2 separate regions of the Mus musculus genome follow, and region 2 is linked to region 1. Evidence: chromatin contacts called from public HiChIP or PLAC-seq data. All regions are on one chromosome and are shown on one strand. The core of a region is the stretch at or near the end of the contact, and the rest is flanking DNA. Distances in the headings are between cores, read along the strand shown. Region 1 has its middle 22 kb from the start of Gm19935. Region 2 overlaps Chd9 (chromodomain helicase DNA binding protein 9).

Region 1 (3,252 bases), core at 551-3,050:
TTGCTATCCTGGCTGTGTCTGCTCAGCACAGTTAAGGAAGGTGACAACAAGCTGTCTCTCTGCACACGACACGAGGGATTACAAAGGAGACATCTTTGGCTTCTGGATTCCAGAGTTTTCTCCATGGCCCCAAAATCCCTGCTCTGAGAATGTGCAAGACATCCATGCTCAGGGCTGCCAGGCTGGCCTGCATCTCTTTGCCTCTCCTGCCCTCTAGTGGTCACTCCCCATGCTGATCTTTCCACACCATTTTTTTGCTACTGAGTTTTAAAATACAAAACCTGTAAAGAAAATTCTTGCAAATGTATCCAATGCTCAGTGGAACTTCATCTAGCTTTATATGTATTCGACATATCTATTTCTATATGTAGCTTTAAGATACCTTAAGGCTGGACTTATAGTTAAGTGATAGAGCACTTCCTTACCCAGCATACACAAGATCCCAGGTTTTATTCCCCCAGCACAATAATAATAAACTTACCTGTGCATTCATGTACCAGATGCCAATCCCACAAGCTAGGCCCTCTTCAGGAGAATCACAAGTTCAAGGCCAGTTTGGTCTATATAGCTAGTTCTAGGCTAGCTTGGACTTTAGAAGGAAAACCTAGTGTGTGTGTATGTGTGTGTGTGTGTGTGTGTGTGTGTGTGTGTGTGTGTGTGTGTGTGTGTGTGTGTGTGTGTGTGTGTGTTCTATTTTAAGTGTGTGTGTGTGTGTGTGTGTGTGCGTGTTCCATTTTAAGTATATTTTATAAACTTATTACATGTTATTATATTAACATATTATATATAAATAATAAGTTAAAATGTAGCTTTTATGTTCATGAAGCCCTAGCTAGAACGACTAAGAGTAAAAGTTCTAGTCAAATGTTCAGTGCAGTTGATGGTGCTGCAGAGGATACAGGGGATGCCCTAGAGCGTCCTGAAAGGCATCCTGGGAAAGTGAGAGTGAAAATATGAAGGGTGAGGGACCAGAGCTATGATGGCAAAAAGCCAGGGAGTTAGCAAGTCAAAACTTCTGTGTCCAGGGAGAGTAGGATGAGCTTGAAGAAGGGAACATAGAGCTGTGTGGCTGGAATGTCAAACACTGGAGCCTGGGATGGTGGGAATACAGACGGGAGGACTACACGGTGGTCTTCGTGTGAATCTTTGTCTTTATTAAGATGAACCGTTCATTCTCCCTTTCCTCTCTCCCTTCCTAGCCCCCTCCTTCTTCCTGTCTTCCCTTCCTCACTCTTCTTCCTTTCTCCTTCCTTCTTTGCTTCCGGTTGTAAACCCTGGCTGCCCCTTGGGACCATCTAGTCAAAACCTCAGCCAGCAAGATCATTAGGGCTAGGATGAGCATCTCTGGTTTTTAAGGTCTCCCTGGGTGATTCCAGTGTGTGGCTCCAGGAGAAGCCTCCTGGAGACCTAAGAAAGCCTGAATTGTTCGCTTGCCTTTTCCTCCCTCTAGTGACTGTTCTGTGCTCCTAAATCTGCTCTAAACCTGCAGGCAGATGTTACCTCCAAGAAGGTAAATTCTCCTGCCTGACTCTCCACCAGATAGTTGAAGTTTTGAAACAGCGCCCAGGGTGCTGGAAACCCTCAGACCCCAGCCATCAAAGACCTGCGTGGAGGACAGGGAGCTGTGTATACAAATATGTCCAGCCCGGAAGAAACTAAAAACCCTACAGCCTTTCACTCTTTTTACCCTGCCCCTGGAGGAAGCAGGGCCAGCCCCGCCCACACTTCCTTCTCCCCACCGCACCCCACCCCCACCATCCCTTGCCTCTGTTCCATTCTGTCCCCTAGGTGGTGCCAAAGAGCAGTGAGCCTGTTTTCTGTTTTGTTGTACTTTGATCAAGATTAGATCTCTGTTTTGAAAAAGCCCCACTACCGGCAGGTGGAAGAGGGTTTGAAACTGGACCATAGCATCAGAGGAGAGCAGGTCAAAGCCATTAGTAACGCAATTCTGGTGCGAGGTGATGGTGTCATGGCCGCTCTGACTGTAGCAGAAAAAGAAGAGTCACATTGTAGAGAGTGTTGGCTTCCTGTTGGCTTGCACACAGCAGCCAGCTCAGAGAGGAGAGGGATGCGTCAGGGATGTTTTTAGATTCTTGTTTGAATAAACAGATGGGTGTTGGAGTCAGTTCCTGGGGCAGGGAACAGAGGAGCAGATTTCAGGGGTGGAAAATAAGAAAAGTACCAGGGTGGTTATGAACAAATTCAGGATAATGGGCTACAAGAGCCAGGTCACTGTACTCATTTGTGCAGTAAATAATCCAGGCGTGACGGCAGGTGCCTGGAATACCGTGCTTAGGAGAGATGGAGGCAGGGAAACCTAGCTCAAGTTCATCCTTGGATATATAAGGAAGCTTGAGCTAGAGACCTTGTTTCAAAAACACACGCATCCTCACATGGATACACACATTTTCAGCCCTTCGTAATTATCAGGCACAGATTTAAGCTTTTCTCCTTCGAGAAGTTAGACTGGAGCTCGTCCTCTGGTCTCTGGGTAGGACCCTGCCTTACTTCTGCCAGTTGAAAATCCAACAAGGATTTAGCCAGTTCATTCTCAGAGCTGACCACACAGGAGGCACAAAAACCACAATGTTCCTCTTGACTTAAAGAGTTTGTGTCTCTGGGGAGTTTGTATGTTTCTCTTGCCTTCCTGGCCTCAAGTTTATAATCCTCCTGCCTTAAGTCTTTCCAAGTGGTAGGATTACAGAACACCAAGCTTGGCAGAAGATTCCATTTCTGACCTGCTTTTCTGACCTTGACAAAGTAAACTTTTTCTGAAAGTTAAAAAAACAAACAAAACAAAACAACTGGAACCTAGAAACCACATTCACCTGGGACATGACAGTAAAACTGTTCAGGTCTGAAGAAAGGAAACCCACTGTCCTGTTGTCTCATCCATGAACCACAGGAAATATTTCTCCCTGTAAGTCACAGACCTTAACACAAAAGGGCTTTGAGACAGAAAGGACAGTGGGCTTCATCTCAGCACTTTGGAAGTGACAACAGAAGGAGAGTAAGTTCCAGGCTAGCCTGCTGTACGGAGGAAGACTGTCTAAAACTAAAAAAGACAGGAAGGAAATAAAGTACTGTGAGTAACTGAAGAAGAGAAAGTTCTTGGAGTCCCTGAGCAGCAAAGTCAAAGAGCCAGAAAGGCAAAGAGGAATCAATAGAAACCATCTAGCCAGTCTTTCCCAGAGTGATTTCCTTGGAACACTGCCTCCTAAAGAATACAGAAATTTAAGTGCTGTTTGATAT
Region 2 (3,252 bases), core at 560-3,059, 180 kb after region 1:
TGGCTCCTAACAGACAAGCAAACAAACAAACAAACAAAAATGTAAATGCATTTGTGTCCAACAGAATGGCTGGAAGTTGTTGCTCAGTTGTAGACATCAAACCTAGACCCCTTCTTCCACTAACAGAGCAAGTATTAGCAGATGGTGACCATCCTAACAAAAAGACATGGGATTTGGCCCTCCATATATTGCCTTTCTCTCTTGCAGTATTGCTCAGCTCATAAAACAAATGAAGCATAGTCATAAAGGCACAACCACTGCAGCCTTAGTACAGTAACAGCTCGGTGCCTCACTGCTACACAGTTTCAGCTGGTTCTGTTACAGCTGCGTTTGTTATGTTTGTGAATATAAGGAAAAAGCTCCCACATAGGTAATACCGCAGGAGCCATAGGTAGAACATATGGGCTGTTTTCTGAGACCACTTCTGGGGAATGTCAGGAAATAGAACAGGAAAAGCAAGAGTTGGATTCATGCAGTAACTGCTATTACTCAGTAGAGAGCCTTCTGCCCTGAATGAAAGTGCAAATACCTTTAAGAGCTCATGTATTCTGAAACCAACCTAAGCTTTGGTTTTTCTTTTCTTTTTCTTTTTTTTTGGGGGGGGTGAAAACATGAAAAATTGTGATTAGGGAGGTATGTAAAGCCACGTACATTTGGTTCTGATTTAAAGTTAGACTATTAAAAAGACCTGTTACTCTAAATAATACCTTTAAAAGGCTCTAGTTTTATGGTTTTTGTGCTTTTTTTAACATTAAGGAAACTATTAGTACTAGTGAACCACTTTATTACTTCATCTAGATTTAATTAAAGGGAATCATTTTATGTAGTTATTCTAAAAGATTTCATATTATTTCTATCTTAAACATTTTTACATACTTTAGAGAACATTTAATTTCCTCCACATTTATCCCCAAATAATTATCTAACAGGAACCATTTGATGTAACTTTTAGGTTTGGGACTAATGTGTGAAACTGTATATAGTTTAAAATGTGTGTTGCCTAGGGAGTAAATCAATAGCTAAATAAAATAACCCTTCATTTTCATAATTGTTTCTAAAGAAAACTCATCCAGCAATAAAGGTATTACTAATAGAATATTGCATTTCTAAGCTGTGAACTAGTTCAAAACAAAAGCAGATCTTTTTAGCCTTAATTTATAAAGAAAAATAAATAAAGGTGTCCCTCAGCTCTCATATTTGAAACTGGGCCAAGTGAAGCTTTGGGAGGATTGTGAGCTCACGGCCACGAGCATGCTACAGCCTTACTCAGAAAACCATGAGAGACCAGAATGGGATATACTTTCAAAGGTTTTTGTCCTAAGACATCACCAGCATAAAGGGTAACATTCTTTAAATCCCTGCTAAATATTTTTAAAATAATTTATATAAATCAGATCCTTGTGATTCATTACAGAAAAGAAGATCAAATCGACAAATTAAGAGGAAAAAATATGCAGAAGATGCAGAAGGAAAGCAATCTGAAGAAGAAGTGAAAGGCAGTCTGAGAGTTAAGAGGAACTCGGCTCCTCCGCCTGGAGAGCAGCCTCTGCAGCTGTTTGTGGTAAGACTAAGCCCGAGCCAGCCACCAGGAACTCAAGAGCCCTTGTTTCCTGGGCTTCCTTGTCTAACTCAGCACCAGAGTCTGTATTTCTACTTTTACTTTTTCTCTTATGCACTGTGAGCCAAACATTCAGCCACTGTCAGTTTGATTTGAAACCTCAGGCAAATGTTTATCTTGATTAGCTCGAGGCTCCAGTTGGCCGCAAAAGCGGTGATAGTAGAGGTTTTGAAATGAAGGAGCGCAGCATGGTTAGTAGTGGCCATGCAGATGATGTCAGGGCAGTGAGAATAAGACTTGTTTCTCGTTCCTGACATTTCACATAGTGCTCAATGTGAATGCATTCTTGTTTGTTAAATGACAACCTTTTGAGAATATATTCATTCCATCATAGATTTTTCCCTCTTTCTCCTAGGAAAATCCAAGTGAAGAAGATGCTGCAATTGTAGACAAAATACTAGCTTGTAGGACTGTAAAAAAGGAAGTAAGTCATGGTACATTATACCTTACATGGTGTAGTTTCTGCCCTGCTTGAATCACAGTTGTTCATTTTAATGTTTTAGGTATCACCTGGAGTTATGCTTGATATAGAAGAATTTTTTGTAAAGTACAAAAATTAGTAAGTATTTAAATTAAAAATTATGGTGTAACATTATGATGTTTAGTTAAATATAAATTATCTAACTTGTAAGTATATTGAGTTACAATTAATATACTTGCTTTTTAAAAAGATTTACTTATTATATGTGAGTACACTGTAGCTGTCTTCAGACACCCCAGAAAAGGGCATCAGATCTCATTACAGATGATTGTGAGCTATCATGTGATTGTTGGGATTTGAACTCAGGACCTTCAGAAGAGTAGTCAGTGCTCTTAAGCACTGAGCCATCTCTCCAGCCATACATTTTCATTTTATTTACATTTTAATAAAAATTTGTATTATTTATAATTTCAAGAACTCAATCATTAAAAAGTAAAAAAAAAAAGTTGTATTTGAAATCTTTTGTCACCAGGCAGCGGTGGCACACACTTTTAATCCCAGCACTTGGAAGGTAGATTCAGGCAGGTCACTGAGTTTGAGGCCAGCCTGGTCTATAGAGCTGGTTCCGGAACAGACAGGGCTGCACAGAGAAACCCTGCTTCTAGAAACAAAAAGATAGAAAGAAAGAAAAAAAGGAGGAAGGAAGGAAAACCTCTCATGTTAAGATTGAATATTTGAAATTATATGAACATGCAAGAATATTATAAAATATGATTTTATAAACTATAGGTACTTATCCCCTTTCTGTTTTGAGCTCTTTAGGTGTTATTATGTTTATACACAACAACTGATCTTTCGGTTGCTGTGTCAGATGTATTCATTGATGACTTCACTTTAAGGTTTTCCATTTTTACCTTGGTTAAATCAGTGGAGTGACCAGTTGTGAGGAAGTGGATTCCTTTTGTATAGGTTCCAGCTTTTCTTCATACATTGACTAACTCTTTCAAAAAAAATTGTGTGGGTTTTAATGCACATGACTTTGATCGTGACAAAAATCAGTATAATAAAAAATAAGTCATGTTGTAGAAATAGCTTCCGGACAGCTTATCAAACCATGGAGACAAACCATGACTCCTCAGCTACAATTTCTTTAGCATTCCAGGATCAAGATGGCTGTTTTAGAAGTCTTATGAAATTTATTGAAATTGAATGA

The links. HiChIP or PLAC-seq counts read pairs in DNA pulled down with a chosen protein or histone mark.
Region 2: an H3K27ac HiChIP or PLAC-seq map of microglia shows a contact between it and region 1, with 5 times the contacts expected there. The contact joins two enhancer-like sites. A contact is called at or near these places in 4 of 115 datasets of contacts at active chromatin or transcription factors (bone marrow-derived macrophages, embryonic stem cells and microglia) and 3 of 9 other capture datasets (adipose tissue, liver and pancreatic islet).

What each region holds. Positions count from the first base shown.
Region 1 is chr8:90,793,746-90,796,997 of GRCm38.p6, forward strand. No RefSeq gene overlaps it. Among named protein-coding and RNA genes, the nearest start is that of Gm19935, 22 kb to the right of the region's middle. Within about 2 kb of position 1,801, at least 177 of the 459 cell types and tissues checked have an H3K27ac peak or open chromatin away from gene starts, as enhancers often do. A contact at or near this core is called in adipose tissue, bone marrow-derived macrophages and microglia, where this site is marked.
Region 2 is chr8:90,975,507-90,978,758 of GRCm38.p6, forward strand. Chd9 (chromodomain helicase DNA binding protein 9) reads left to right here. Exons shown (of 40, transcript NM_177224.2): 6 at 1,415-1,561; 7 at 1,974-2,042; 8 at 2,122-2,177. Among named protein-coding and RNA genes, the nearest start is that of Gm39221, 82 kb to the right of the region's middle. Within about 2 kb of position 1,810, at least 94 of the 459 cell types and tissues checked have an H3K27ac peak or open chromatin away from gene starts, as enhancers often do. A contact at or near this core is called in adipose tissue, bone marrow-derived macrophages and microglia, where this site is marked.